Linked DNA regions of Zea mays: all the other regions are linked to region 1. Evidence: chromatin contacts called from public Hi-C data. All regions are on one chromosome and are shown on one strand. Each heading gives the region's core, a stretch centred on a gene start, on an enhancer-like site or on the middle of the called end of the contact. The rest is flanking DNA. Distances are from core to core; before and after follow the strand shown. Region 1 holds the start of LOC100383639 (ubiquinone biosynthesis methyltransferase COQ5). Region 2 holds the start of LOC100273898 (male sterile45). Region 3 holds the start of LOC100273143.

Region 1 (4,935 bases), core at 1,508-4,007:
AGGTAGAATTAATAATGTTTAAGATACTAGTAAAAATTTGCATTTGTTGTTTCTATGGTGCATCTGAAAGCAATGAGGGAAGGAGATAGATATTACCTGTTCCACCAGCCACATCGAGATGCTTCATCCCCGAAAAGGGGTTCAGCTTGGAAATAAGCCTGAAAGAAAAGAATCGGAGTTTGAGTGACAAAGGAAGATATCCATAAAAGAAACAGAAAGGGCAAGCAGCAGCAACCTGTCCTTCCACAGCCTATGCAGGCCGACACTCATGAGATCGTTCATGAGGTCGTAGCTAGAAGCCACGCTGCTGAACACGTTGCCAACCAATTTGCTCTTATCCTCTTCGCGAACCTGCTTGTACCCTAGTGAACTACGAGATTTTAGGATCTATATAAGCAGGAAAAAATGGATACGAGCAATGTGTACCGAAGCTGGTGGCATGGGAGTGGAGGAAGGCTGCCGCCGCCGCTGCGGTTGGGATGCTTATGCTTGGGGACTCGGCCTGAGAGGGAAGGAGTAGGCGTCGTTGGAGTTTCAAAGATGCTAGCCTCCTTGCGGCCTGCATAGCCATTTCTGATCCTTTGTTCCTGTGGTGATATTGAGAGAGCTGCCGCCAAATCACAGTGGCAGTTCAAAAGCATTCGGGTATTCCAATTGATAATACATTGGAAAGGAAAATTACAATTAACTTATAGATTGAATTTGCAACTGGTGGATAGTTGAAGACTCCAATCGACCGGACTAATTTACAATTAGGTCCTATTTGGAAACAAAGTATTTGAAAGCTATAGTTTTGAAATACTTCAGTTTTGAAATGTCAAGACATACTCACAATATTTTTTACCATAGTATTAAAACTTTTTTTTGAAAGAAACATGAGACTTGCACGTCTTTATAGATAAGATAGAAGAAAGGGTCTTACAAGAGAGGTATAGGTTAGGGACACCTGCACGCACACACACACTGCACACACTAACAACTAAAACAAAAACTACAGATTACAGCACAATAAAGAACAGACTCTATCCTACCTCCCTAAGAGCATCAGCTAGGCCCAAGTATTGAAAATTTTTGGAGTTAAGTTTTTAAAACTGTGAAAGTAGTGCAATATAGTCAAAACTGCAGTTTCGAAAACATATCTTTTGAAGAGTCTACCAAAAACTGTATTAGAAAAAAAGGTTTTTTAAGCTGGTGTTCTAGGTTTTACTGGTGTCCTCACTTTTACAGTTAGTCGTGTTTTTTTCTCAATTTTACCCTTCTCAAATACTACAGTATTATCTAAAAAACAGAGAAAATACTCCACTTCTAAAAAGGCCTTTAATGACTAGTTGAAGACTCTAATCGACTGTCCGCCCCGCAGCCAGTTGCGGGCCTAGGATTTTAGTGCTGGGTATTCCAACCGCAGGGTTCAAAAAAGCGGCAGTATGCGCTAAACGAGCATGAGGCGATAGGCGGTCGAGAAGCCGCTAATGCCGCCGCTAGAGATGTTAATGGTGGGTGTTTGGAGTTATCTCGTTTGCAGCGTAAACGCATTCCCAACAAAGCAAAGCAAAATAAAAATAAAAATTCAATAAAATTCAACTTCGTTGAAATATGAAAAATAGTCATTTTTAATCAATAGAGTGGCGATATTAAAATAGAACTTATGGTAGAGTAAAGAAAACGATTTACTTCTTTTTGTTCAGAATAACAGTACTCTTCTTAATCGTTTGCGGATCAATCTCTCAGCGAAAGCCATCGGGCTACTGACCCCCAGAGTTCTGAAGCAAATAGACAATTTTATGTACCAAGAACGCAGACTATTATGCAATGTACTAGTCAAAAGCCGCAACATTGTAACGCTCAGCAACCAATTTTATAGCATGACTACCATGATTTTTCATCGGCTCGCTAAAACCAAAGTATTCCATGAAACTAGCACATGTTTGGTTCCAAAGTATTTGTTGACTACCAAACTATCTCAGTAACGATTATTTACAGCAACTGTAGCCCAAAAAAAATACACAAGGAGGCTAAAAGAATCCTGATTAGACTATTGGATATTGGATATACTCACCGCACAAAGAAAAAAAACAGCAACATCCTAGCCACTTCGTGGAGGCTCTTGTTGATTATGTTGTCAGGTCGTGGAGGCTAAAATTCCCAACATCCAGCAGTGAATACTAAAAAAAGCGGCTACATGTGTATTGCGGGATGAACAGAAATCCTTTTGAAAGTTGCTACATACGTGATGCTTATTGCCGGCGGCGGACGAATCTCCCATCCGCCGAAGGCGTGATGCACAGGACTATATCATTCATATCTAGCTCAATATATGGCCTATTTTATTCTACACGGCTCTCATTTGTCCTAATTGTTTTAGAATTAGAAGCATCTTTCTTCCGATTCTTGATGAGAAATTTGTCTATCTTATTCCTATAATTAAACATGGGATTACTACCAAATAAATAATGAAACCAAAACTTTAAATCACAATTCACAAACCCCGGCTTGGCTCACGGTCACTGTTGCTCAATGGCGGTGCTCGGTTGCTCGCCTCGGCTGCTCCCGTGCTCGGTGCTCCGGACTCCGGCGGCTGGACAAGGACAACGGCGGTCGGCGGGCGAGCGCGCCTGGGCGCCTGGCGGTGCCGCGGTGGCGGCCTGGCGGCTGGCGCTGGTGGGCCGTGAGCGCGCTGCGGCGCTGGAGAGCTGGAGATGAGGCACGGGCGAGCGCGCTGCGGCGCTGGAGCTGGAGAGGAAGCGCTGGACCAGGACGCAGGACGGCAGGAGCCAAGCGGCGGCTGGAGCTTGGGCTGGGGCTGGACGAAGGACGTCTGCCGCTAGGTCGCGTCGCGCGACGATGGGCCTCTACTAGGCCGCGATGCGGGGCTGCAGCTCAGGCAGCCCGGGTCGCCCCTGCACAGGGTCACGTTCCAACGAGGAATGAAGGAAGAGGTTAAAATCACATATCGACGACGCCAGCACGAGAGTATAGGAAAAAAAAGAGCGCATGAACAATAGAGAGAAAACTTTGTGAAGTTAAACTACGGTATTGGCTAAACTATGATATTAAAACAACCAAACAATATTTATGCTAGAATACTGTAGTTTCCTATATACTATACTAGGTAGATGACCATGCATTGCGACGGCATACAAAATATTAAATAAAATGGTAATGCACAACTAAATCAGTTAAAAAAAATATGTAATGCTTAAAGGATAGCGTTTGTGGATGTCAGAGAGCGAGCGGATACTCCTAGATAGCGAAGCGTGGAGAACGAGCGAGCGGATGGGGGCGCGACGCACAAAAACCACGACTGGAACTATTAAAAGTAGTGCATTATAGTAGTAAAGATAGTAGATAAACTACCCCCACCCAGTTGTTAACATGTCGATCTAATAATTCAAAATACCACTTTCAAAGATGTGATAAATATATTAGTCCAGATTTCCAGATAACAAAACCACATTAAATTAGCCAAAGAGACTATGGTTCTACACTTCTACATAAAATAAAAGAAAATAAGAAAGAAAATTCTCGTTGAAAGAGAAGTGACAACAATAATGGGAAATGAGAAGAGAAAGAAATACTCTACAGTAGGGTCTATCATATGAAGTTCGTGAAATAAAGTTCTAGCACAAAAAACAAGTTTGTTCAAATCAAGGCAATATTTACAGTTATACAATACACATGCTGCTTTTGACTAGGAGGCGTTGCTAATTAGCAGTCGAACTCATCAGCATAGACTAAACAAATGGTCTCAAGCTTTATGCTGCCTGAACAATGGAAAAGCACACACGCAAGCAATTCTAACATGCCCTAGTAGTTGACACAATATTCAAAGGAACTTGGATATCACACGACAGGAAGTCTGAAACGTTGTAGTTGCGATCGTAAGTAATGCTCGATTACTATAGACCCTGCATGACAGATTACTCAAATAGTTAGCGTAGCGCTATATAGAGATTAGGGGGGCCAAGCTAGCAGACCCCTGTTCAACTTGGTGATTATTTTGTGGGAAGATAATTCTTTCAGAAAAATATTACTGTCCAAGGTTAGTGCGATTATAAAACTTACCCAACAACAGTGGCGCCCCATGAAGCATCATTATAAATGACTTTAGTTCCATCCCATGCCTTCCGAATTTTACTTTTCTTCTTTTCAGCTGAAAACGTCTTCCTAAGCGCTGGAATATGAACAATCAAAAAATTTAACATCAGAATATCCAATAAAAATCATTTGACCTTTCCTCTTAATTAAGGAAAGAAAAAGAAACCTTTTTGAAGTTGATCAAGGGGCAGGTCCTGCATAGACATGGAATTCACACATTAAATATGTAAAGCACCTCTCATACAAAGATGCAGAGACATGAAACCCCTCGCTCAGCATGATGATCCTATCAAGTGAAGAAAACAGCTACCTTGGTCTTTTTAATTGACACCAAACATGCAGCCATAAAGGAAGTCATCCCATCAACAACATCCTCGTGCTTAACAAGTACATATCCATCATCTGAGCCACCATCTTTCCACAAATCCACTGACGTTATTATATCCCATGATGTATCAGGTTCAACTGTGTCAAAGAACAGAGAAGTTTCCGAAGTACAATGGTTAATATTTTCAAGAAAAATAGAGCGAAAGGAACATATCGGAGTTCATATTCGGTCATTTTTACCATCTGTAGTGTACTTTTTATAGTAGTAATGTATTCAATCCAGTAGCAGCTTACCTACACCATTCTGACCTACTGACTTCTGAATACCACTGAGCTTTTGAAGGAACTCGAGCGATCCAACCTTAGACTCGTGTTTGAATGAAGCAACAAACTCTTAACCTATCGACTATTGTAATCAGATATCAAAAGTACCTAAGAAGCTAACAATCTGTGCAAAGGCGTGTTGCTCTGGCTCTCGCACTATATCAGTGGGCACTTGTTTGTTATTATGCT
Region 2 (4,935 bases), core at 1,129-3,628, 230 kb before region 1:
TATTTGGCCAGCCCCATAAATTATTTAAACCGAAACTGAAATCGAGCGAAACCAAATCTGAGCTATTTCTCTAGATTAGTAAAAAGGGAGAGAGAGAGGAAGAAATCAGTTTTAAGTCATTGTCCCTGAGATGTGCGGTTTGGCAACGATAGCCACCGTAATCATAGCTCATAGGTGCCTACGTCAGGTTCGGCAGCTCTCGTGTCATCTCACATGGCATACTACATGCTTGTTCAACCGTTCGTCTTGTTCCATCGTCCAAGCCTTGCCTATTCTGAACCAAGAGGATACCTACTCCCAAACAATCCATCTTACTCATGCAACTTCCATGCAAACACGCACATATGTTTCCTGAACCAATCCATTAAAGATCACAACAGCTAGCGTTCTCCCGCTAGCTTCCCTCTCTCCTCTGCCGATCTTTTTCGTCCACCAGCATGGAGAAGAGGAACCTGCAGTGGCGGCGAGGGCGTGATGGCATCGTGCAGTACCCTCACCTCTTCTTCGCGGCCCTGGCGCTGGCCCTCCTAGTCGCGGACCCGTTCGGCCTCAGTCCGCTGGCCGAGGTCGACTACCGGCCGGTGAAGCACGAGCTCGCGCCGTACGGGGAGGTCATGGGCAGCTGGCCCAGAGACAATGCCAGCCGGCTCAGGCGCGGGAGGCTGGAGTTCGTCGGCGAGGTGTTCGGGCCGGAGTCTATCGAGTTCGATCTCCAGGGCCGCGGGCCGTACGCCGGCCTCGCCGACGGCCGCGTCGTGCGGTGGATGGGCGAGGAGGCCGGGTGGGAGACGTTCGCCGTCATGAATCCTGACTGGTAAGTGCTCGATATCGCTCCGGCGTCCACTCGTTACATGCTATAATATAGTAGTACTAAGATATTTTGATCTGATTTTTTGCATTCTTGGGAGAAACGTCATGCAAAATTTGTTGTTTCTTGGCAAAGGTCAGAAGAAGTCTGTGCCAATGGAGTGAACTCAACGACGAGGAAGCAGCACGAGAAGGAGGAGTTCTGCGGCCGGCCGCTCGGCCTGAGGTTCCACGGGGAGACCGGCGAGCTCTACGTCGCCGACGCGTACTACGGTCTCATGGTCGTTGGCCAGAGCGGCGGCGTGGCGTCCTCCGTCGCGAGGGAAGCCGACGGGGACCCCATCCGGTTCGCGAACGACCTCGATGTGCACAGGAATGGATCCGTATTCTTCACTGACACGAGCATGAGATACAGCAGAAAGTGAGCAAAGCGACGTAACAATCCGGCTTCTCATTTTCAAACGCCTCTGTATTCTCTGCTGAAAGAGTAGCTCACCAGACAAGAGCTGAATTTGCAGGGACCATCTGAACATCCTGTTAGAAGGAGAAGGCACCGGGAGGCTGCTCAGGTATGATCCAGAAACAAGCGGTGTCCATGTCGTGCTCAAGGGGCTGGTGTTCCCAAACGGCGTGCAGATCTCAGAGGACCATCAGTTTCTTCTCTTCTCCGAGACAACAAACTGCAGGTAACAAAAATACTATCTGACGATGCTCATGATTCTACCGTATCCATAGTCATGAACACAAACCACACGAATCTGGCCTTGACCAGGATAATGAGGTACTGGCTGGAAGGCCCAAGAGCGGGCGAGGTAGAGGTGTTCGCGAACCTGCCGGGCTTCCCCGACAACGTGCGCTCCAACGGCAGGGGCCAGTTCTGGGTGGCGATCGACTGCTGCCGGACGCCGGCGCAGGAGGTGTTCGCCAAGAGGCCGTGGCTCCGGACCCTGTACTTCAAGTTCCCGCTGTCGCTCAAGGTGCTCACTTGGAAGGCCGCCAGGAGGATGCACACGGTGCTCGCGCTCCTCGACGGCGAAGGGCGCGTCGTGGAGGTGCTCGAGGACCGGGGCCACGAGGTGATGAAGCTGGTGAGCGAGGTGCGGGAGGTGGGCCGCAAGCTGTGGATCGGAACCGTGGCGCACAACCACATCGCCACCATCCCCTACCCTTTAGAGGACTAACCATGATCTATGCTGTTTCAATGCCTCCTAATCTGTGTACGTCTATAAATGTCTAATGCAGTCACTGGTTGTAATCTTGTTTGTGTTTGGCAAATTGGCATAATAATGGACAGATTCAATGGGCATTGGTGCTGTAGTCGCATCACACTAATTGAATGGGATCATGTTGAGCTCTCACTTTGCTACAATTTGCTCCAGCTTGTACGGTTGTACCCTCTTGCTCGTCTATAGTAAGGGCCATCTAAAAAAAACTCAAATTAGATCTGCAATACAAGTATGATTGGGCCGAATTTGGATTGTCACGGGTCCGCGACCGCGAATTGGGCTCGGTTTGATTTAGCCGACATAGTAGTGACCGACCCGAGCCGGCGGCGAGCCAAACCGAGCGGACGCCGCCATGGATCGCGAGTGGGGCTCCAAGCCCGGCAGCGGCGGCGCCGCCTCCGCGCAGAATGAGGCCATCGACCGGCGGGAGCGCCTCCGCCGCCTGGCCCTCGAGACCATCGACCTCGCCAAGGACCCCTATTTCATGCGCAACCACCTCGGCAGGTAACCCGCCCTAAACCCTAGCTTCCTCTTCGAACTCGCTTACTCGCACCCGGATCGATTCGCCTCGATCTATGCGCTGATTCTGCTTTTTTGTAGCTACGAGTGCAAGCTGTGCCTGACGCTGCACAACAATGAGGGGAACTACCTGGCCCACACGCAGGGGAAGCGGCACCAGACCAACCTCGCCAAGCGCGCCGCCCGCGAGGCCAAGGACGCACCCGCGCAGCCTCAGCCCAACAAGCGCAAGCTTGCCCCCCGCAAGTCTGGTGCGTCGCGTGAAAAAAAAACTGTCCACTCTCCTTTATCTGCAAAATTGATGTTGTTAATTAGTTTTCTTTCCTCCCTTTGCAGTTAAGATTGGCAGACCTGGGTATAAAGTAACCAAACAATATGATCCTGAGATGAAGCAACACTCGTTTCTTTTTGAAGTTAGTATTCCTTGCCAATCATCTTTTACTGATTTCAGTTAAGTTACTTGTTGTTTGCATTTTAAAGATTATTTCACGTCGTAGTATCTTTTTATATATAAAGAATGCTTAAGCTCGAATTTTGAATCAGGTGTATATCTTATCTGCAATTTATGTACTGATAAGGCCGACTGTCTGATAAAGTAGCATAGTTGATAGGTTCTCCAAATTATAGTATGCAAGTAATTGCCTATACTTTCTCGACTTTGTTCCTTGACTAGTCTTTTTCATCTGAAACTATTTTTATCTTTAGAAGTAATTAGCTTTATGCATTTGATTGGATAATATATTACAATACAGTTTTGATGAATACAACACTAGCTAATGACATTATACCTCATGATTCGCAAATTTTGCTTTACCATTTATTTTGTTACGATTGTACATTGGAGGCTCGGATCAATATCTTTTGACATTTTTTCATTTTAGATTGGTTACCCGGAAATCGAAGATAATTGCAAGCCAAGGCACCGTTTCATGTCATCATATGAACAGGTAAACCTGATCTCTGACTCTGAGCATGACGAGTGCTGACAACCCTTTGAACTATAGTCTATTGATTTGGTGTCTGTACTGTCTGGTTCACTAAAATCTATTCGGCTTATTTGTATAGAAAGTCCAAAGTTGGGATAAGGGTTATCAGTACCTACTTTTTGCTGCAGAGCCCTATGAAATTATTGCATTCAAGGTAATCTCGTCCAAAAGTTCAATGTCAAGGTATCAGGTACACTGGTCAATTACTGTTTTTGACACTGTTTGTTGCTGCAGATACCAAGTACAGAGATTGATAAATCAGCGAACAAATTCTTCTCTTACTGGGATCCTGACAAGAAGGAATATCTAGTGAGTTTGCATTCTTGTAAAAAATTACCTTGAATTTAGCTGTTTTTTAGCAATCTTGGTTTCACAGCTATGCTTTGTGTTTGGTTAACAGCTGCAACTGTACTTCAAGCCAAGACCGCCAGAAGCTAATAAACCACCACCAGCTCCTCCGGGGACTTTGCCTAATGGGACTGGGGTTCCTGGTGCTCCAACAAGGCCACCGGCGCAAGCCCCTCCACCCCTGCCACAAGTTCCACCGCCCCCGCCTCATGCACCTCCTCCTGCACCCATGGGAATGCCCCCTAGGATTCCTCCACCCCCTATGGGTGGTGTTCAACCTCCGCCGCCTCCTCCACCGCCAGTTGCAAATGGTCCGCGGCCAATGATTCCACCGCCACCTAACTTCACTCCTGGAGCACCCCCACCACGCCCTCCAATGCATGGTTTTCCTGGGCAACAACAGCAGTAGTTAAGTGCTTAGCAATGTTCCAGTAATTGACAGTCGGCAAAAGTTTCACGCTTGCTTGTGTTGCCTTATGTTTTCCAACTCAAAACTTTGAATGTTATCATAGGCTTACATGGTCTCTAGACTATACTCAGATTTGGTCGACCGATTTGGTCAAATTGCAAGAAATTGAGTTACATCAAAATCCAAGGTACAAAGGAAGACAACAATTAAAACCATCAAAATGGTGAAAGTGCAATGGAGTCAGTACTTGTTTGAAGAAGCCACATGGTAAGTGGAAGTCACGATAGGAAGCAATATCCATATCTCTTCGACTCAAGATAACTAGAAGCCATTGTTTTGTAGCAAAGTTTAGTTTGGGTTCAAAGGGATAGCTAGGAGGGAACGAAAATTGCTAATTTCTCTCGATTTTGATTTTCAATGCATAACACCTATTTTGGTTAATCTCAGGGCACATTTTTTCCCCAAAGGGGAGGTTGGTCATGACCCTATCATGATAGTCATTTCCATACTCATCATGAGAATTATATGCATTTGAATCTCAATTTGTTTAATTATGTAATCATATGTACTTTTATTTTATTAAAATGTCATGTTTTTATGTCAACTAAGAGTATAAAAGAAAAGTAGACATGACGACGAG
Region 3 (4,935 bases), core at 951-3,450, 200 kb before region 1:
TATTTGAAGTCATCTTGTACCCAAACAAGACAGAATAGGTCTTTTATTAAGTACTGTGATATTTGAAGAAAATAATAAGTGCAAATTGAATGGTGGGTATCTAACAAACAATTTTCAGAAAAAATTGTTTACAAATGTTTCAACAGATCCTTGTGGTGGATTAGCAAGAAGGACAGGCCTGGTACAGTGGTGAGAAGTCTTCCCATTGAGCCAAAGGTCCTGTGTTCAACACAACCTCTCTGAAAAAATGCAGAGGTAAGGCTTGCCGGTTATCCCTTCCCTAGACCCCACTCATGTGGGAGCCGCCAACACTGTATTTGTCCTTATAGTGGATTAGCAACAAGATTTCATGGAAGGAATTTTTCCAAGACAAGGTTTCTGTAGTTGACTGGTACTTGGTAACAGTGCTGTTTCAACTAAGGATACATGACTAAAAGAAGATGGCAGGATATCCTATGTCCTACTCTTGTAATAAATCTGAAACTATTTTGCATCTGTTCTGAGTTACTACTGCAGTTTGAAGCATGCTAACCTTGTGTTTTAATGCTGTTTATAATTCAATATCTTTATAATATTATTTTGTATGGGTAAGCCAATTTTTACCAGCATGTGTGGTTCTAAGCTCCTATAAGATGAAGACATCAGCACTGGTGTAGAAATTAACCATGATGTGACTCAATATCATCCAGGGCTCCAGGCAACCTATGAAAGATGTCAGTGTAGAAAAATAGCCTGCAGACTCAGTTGCTGACAGATGGAGACAAATAAAGGACATGAACAATTGATGGGTTTTAAATTGCTGAAATAATGGCACTGGAAACTAAAACATGTTTAGTTCTAGCCCTGCAGTGTGAGCACTAATCGTCCGGTATTTGGATCTCAGTCTGTTTGGTGAGGTTGCTAAGTGCTGAAAATAAGTTAGCTTATCTTTATTTCTGAGTCAGACATCTGTACGAACAAAAATACGGAGCCACATTAATAGTACTTGATACTTCAGAGTGCAGAATAAGGAGATTACCTCACCAGCACTCTCTAGTTCTTCCTCTGAACTGCCAGCCCAAGGGGTGTGGGCTCTGAAAGCCCCTTCCATGTTTTCCAGGAACTCCTGGATAGCAGTACTATCCTTCTCTGGATCAGGAGCTCTGTTTGAGAATGTCACAATAAAGCTGTATGCATGGAACATAACTAAGTTAATTTCAAGTATTTTGTAAAAAGGCCTAAATAAATGTTAAATATTAATAGCTACTAAGTCTATTAAGAAAAATGAGGCATCTCCAATGCATACGGCTGCATTTGAAAGAAAAAGAGCGCTTAATAGCTCAGGAAGCATTTACTCACAGCTTTGGGCTTCTCGCCCCATTAGTAACATAAGATCAATTAGTAACATATAATCATCTATCATGCCTATATCACAGCTCAAGTCAACCTTGGTTTTGTACCAGGCAGTAATGGGAAATACAAAGCCGTACTCTAACCCTAAATTGAAAACAAATAGTTATCCTGGAATTAGCATTTAAACTCAGTGCATTAATCCCAATGTAAGTACTCCACTATTTTCTACCAATTCGGGTATCATCTACATATGCTAAAGCATACACAGGATCAATCAAGTTCGCAGAGCATATGAAAAACCTCAACGCAAAACTATCTCACAATGTGCAATGTCTCTATCATATTGCAGCTTGGAAGGCATCCATCAAAGAAGTCTGAACTCTAGAAGTTGGCAGAAAGGAATGACAAGTGGAACCAGCTCGAACCTAGACGACAGGTTCCAACCCAAATAGCAAACCTAGGTTAAGCTGTCCAAAAACAGACAGATTGACCCTACAAGCTCTCTAACAATGTGGGCTTACATTTTGAAAGGCACGGCATTGAAATCCCATTCGTGTCCCCGAATTCCCACTACACTTTAATCTCCCACCTCGAGCTACTTCGCCCTACACAGGCCGCAAGAGCTCAAGCAAAGCAATTGCAATATGTTTCGCCGCGGATCTCATCACCCACGAACTGAATCTCACATGAACCTAATTTCACCCATATGATTGAGGGGGAGTGGGCGCGTGGGCTAGAGCTGACCTTTTAATGGACTTGACGAACTCGGCGGCGGAAGGCTGGCGCATGCGCTCGAGGAAGTCGTGCCAGGCAAGCGGCGCCGTCAAGGACCCGAAGGAGTCGGCGCTCCCCTCCATCGTTGCCGGATCGGAGTGCCCGGCAGTTGAGATCAGCGGATTGGCTGGGTTCCGAGGTTGCAGAGGGAAGTCAAGTCGACCCGGATGGACCGACCACGCGGCGATTTTCTGGAATTGTCGGAGTCGGAATTGCTGAGGGTATGCTTGTAGTCTGTGGATGTGGAAATACACACCGAATTATGATAAATTTAATATCTAAAATAAATATAAATAAAATTTGATGCTAATCTCAGTTATGTTATTAAACACATTATAAAAACACGAATAAATTTTTTGTATAAATTATTTTATATTATTTGCTCCTTACAACTAAAAATGTGAAAATTCATCTAAATCTAAAATAGTGTTTGTATCTGATTTTTTTAATATCCATCATTTAAGAAGAAATAGGATAAGTTTGAGGTTTAATTTTTATGAACCTTTTGAAGCTCAATAGTCAATATTAAAAACTATAATAATTTATATAGCAGATTATATATCTATCTATTCGCAATTAAAAAGAAAACGATTAAAAAATTAACAATAAGTATTTGGATCTATCCCTATATGGATGTTAGGGGTATGCTTCGTCGCCGAAGATCCTGTAAGAAGAAACACCTTCGGCAGATCCTTTCAAAAGCAGCGTCGAAGCTACCATCTATGAAGCTTCGGCACAGTGACATGTCTCAAGACGAAGGATCGCACCGATTTAAAGATGAAATGACCGATTAGTCCATGAGAGCCTGTGTCATAATTGTAATCTTTTGTAAAGGACATGAATGTAATATCTCACAGGCTGCGCTCTATGCCTATAAATAGATGAACAGTACCCCCGTACTGTTCACGCTGACTTGTATTTGCTCGCGCATCACGCTTGACTTTTGCCTTCTGTCAAGCCGAAGGTATAAATGTAATTCAATATTGTTCACGTTTGTTCATGATGATATAACTCAAAGATATCAATCATGCCATATGATTATTTATGTTATTTCTCATATTTCATATGCTTCTTCCTTTATTAATATGTATTGAAATGTCGAAGGTATGTCCTTCATGCCCTTCGTCTGAAGATCATTACATCTTAAAGGATATAATGCTTCGAAGGACGAAGGGTACTAACCATTAACCCTTTTATGTTGCCTTGTTCTTAACTCATAGCATTTGAGAACAAGTCCCCAACATTGGAGCCCACCGTCGATTAACTCACTTCCACTGATTGAGCTGATAGCTTCGTCCAACAAGCAAGCTGAAGCTGCTTCGGCTACGAAGCTGGTGCTCCCGATAACAGGCGGTTCATGCTCAGAGCCAGTCAACAAGAAGCAGAAAAAGGAAGCTCAGAGAAGGGTGCAGCATGTTGGGGTGCAGGGACCCTTCATTAAGTCGAAATGGTCCCACATCCCAATCACCTTCTCCCAGGAGGACCTTCAGCTCAAGGATTACCCCCACAATGATGCTATGGTCATATCTTGTGTCATCAAGGGATTTCTGGTCCATAATGTTCTAGTTGATACAGGCAGTGTAGCCAATATCATATTTGCTAAAGCATTCAGACAGATACAAGAGCCAGAGGACAAGATTCATGATGCTACACACCCTCTTTGTGGCTTTGGAGGAAGGCAGATTGTAGCACTTGGTAAGATCACAATGCCAGTGACCTTCGGATTTGTCCACAATACAAGGACTGAACAAGTTGTGTTTGATATTGTTGACATGGAGTACCCCTACAATGCAATCATTGGTCGTGGGACACTTAATACTTTTAAAGCAATTCTTCATCCAGCATATCTATGCATGAAGATACCTTCGGAACAAGGGCCTGTTGCTATTCATGGAAGTCAGGAAGCTGCCAGAAAGGCTGAGGGAAATTGGACAAACTCAAAAGCCATCCACAATATAGACGGAGTTGAAGCTTGTGAGCAGTACAAGTACAAAAGAGAGAAGGCTGCTTCGGTTGATCAGCCGAAGCCCATGCTTCTATGTGAAGACTTAACAGAGCAGAAGGTATTGCTAGGGTCCCAATTATTTGAAGAGCAGGAGAAAAATTTGATAAGGTTTTTATTCAACAACAAAGATGTTTTTGCATGGTCGGCCAATGATCTCTGTGGTGTCAATAGAGACGTTATCGAACATTCACTCAATGTCGATCCATCTTTTAGGCCCAGAAAGCAAAGGCTTCGGAAAATGTCTGATGATAAAGCCGAAAGTGCTCGGAATGAAGTGAAAAGACTTCTCAGTGCTGGTGTTATTAGAGAGGTAAAATATCCAGAGTGGCTAGCAAACATTGTTATGGTAAAGAAGGCCAATGGCAAATGGAGAATGTGTATCGATTTCACGGATCTTAACAAGGCCTGTCCGAAGGATAAATTTCCATTACCAAGGATAGACTCCCTAGTGGATGCGACAGCTTCTTCAGAACTTATGAGTCTGCTGGATTGCTATTCAGGATATCATCAAATATGGATGAAGAAGGAGGATGAGCCAAAGACTAGCTTCATAACTCCCAGTGGCACCTATTGTTATCTTCGGATGCCTAAGGGGCTCAAGAATGCTGGAGGCAGTTTCAGTAAGATGACAGCCAAGGTCCTTCATTCCCAGATAGGCATAAATGTGCTAATATACGTTGATGATATTATAGTAAAAAGCACGAAGCAAGAAAATCATATCACTGATCTGCAAGAAACATTTGCTAATTTCAGGCAAGCTGGCCTGAAATTAAATCCTGAAAAATGTGTCTTTGGAGTGAAGAAGGGTAAGTTCCTTGGCTGTC

What was found. Hi-C and Micro-C count contacts between places; a contact is called where the count stands out from the background.
Region 2: a contact with region 1 is called in a Hi-C map of ear, with 2.2 times the contacts expected there. The contact joins the promoter of LOC100273898 here to the promoter of LOC100383639 in region 1. A contact is called at or near these places in 3 of 25 Hi-C or Micro-C datasets (ear, leaf mesophyll and tassel).
Region 3: a Hi-C map of tassel shows a contact between it and region 1, with 4 times the contacts expected there. The contact joins the promoter of LOC100273143 here to the promoter of LOC100383639 in region 1. A contact is called at or near these places in 6 of 25 Hi-C or Micro-C datasets (ear, leaf, tassel and 1 more).

The regions. Positions count from the first base shown.
Region 1 is chr9:147,311,948-147,316,882 of Zm-B73-REFERENCE-NAM-5.0, forward strand. LOC100383639 (ubiquinone biosynthesis methyltransferase COQ5) reads right to left here and starts at 2,758. Exons shown (of 10, transcript NM_001176286.1): 1 at 2,485-2,758; 2 at 1,672-1,760; 3 at 427-607; 4 at 236-362; 5 at 97-158. The coding sequence starts at 571. LOC109942654 reads right to left here. Exons shown (of 7, transcript XM_020544781.1): 3 at 4,717-4,783; 4 at 4,406-4,560; 5 at 4,262-4,289; 6 at 4,063-4,171; 7 at 3,707-3,905. The coding sequence ends at 3,824.
Region 2 is chr9:147,078,212-147,083,146 of Zm-B73-REFERENCE-NAM-5.0, forward strand. LOC100273898 (male sterile45) reads left to right here and starts at 2,379. Exons shown (of 7, transcript NM_001148290.1): 1 at 2,379-2,537; 2 at 2,634-2,803; 3 at 2,889-2,965; 4 at 3,434-3,499; 5 at 3,618-3,692; 6 at 3,773-3,847; 7 at 3,939-4,844. The coding sequence starts at 2,386. The coding sequence ends at 4,295. It overlaps LOC103639328, which reads left to right and starts at 347. Exons shown (of 4, transcript NM_001324231.1): 1 at 347-814; 2 at 944-1,228; 3 at 1,326-1,493; 4 at 1,580-2,173. The coding sequence starts at 438. The coding sequence ends at 1,988.
Region 3 is chr9:147,112,991-147,117,925 of Zm-B73-REFERENCE-NAM-5.0, forward strand. It overlaps LOC100273143, which reads right to left and starts at 2,201. Exons shown (of 5, transcript NM_001147590.1): 1 at 2,077-2,201; 2 at 1,019-1,166. The coding sequence starts at 2,189.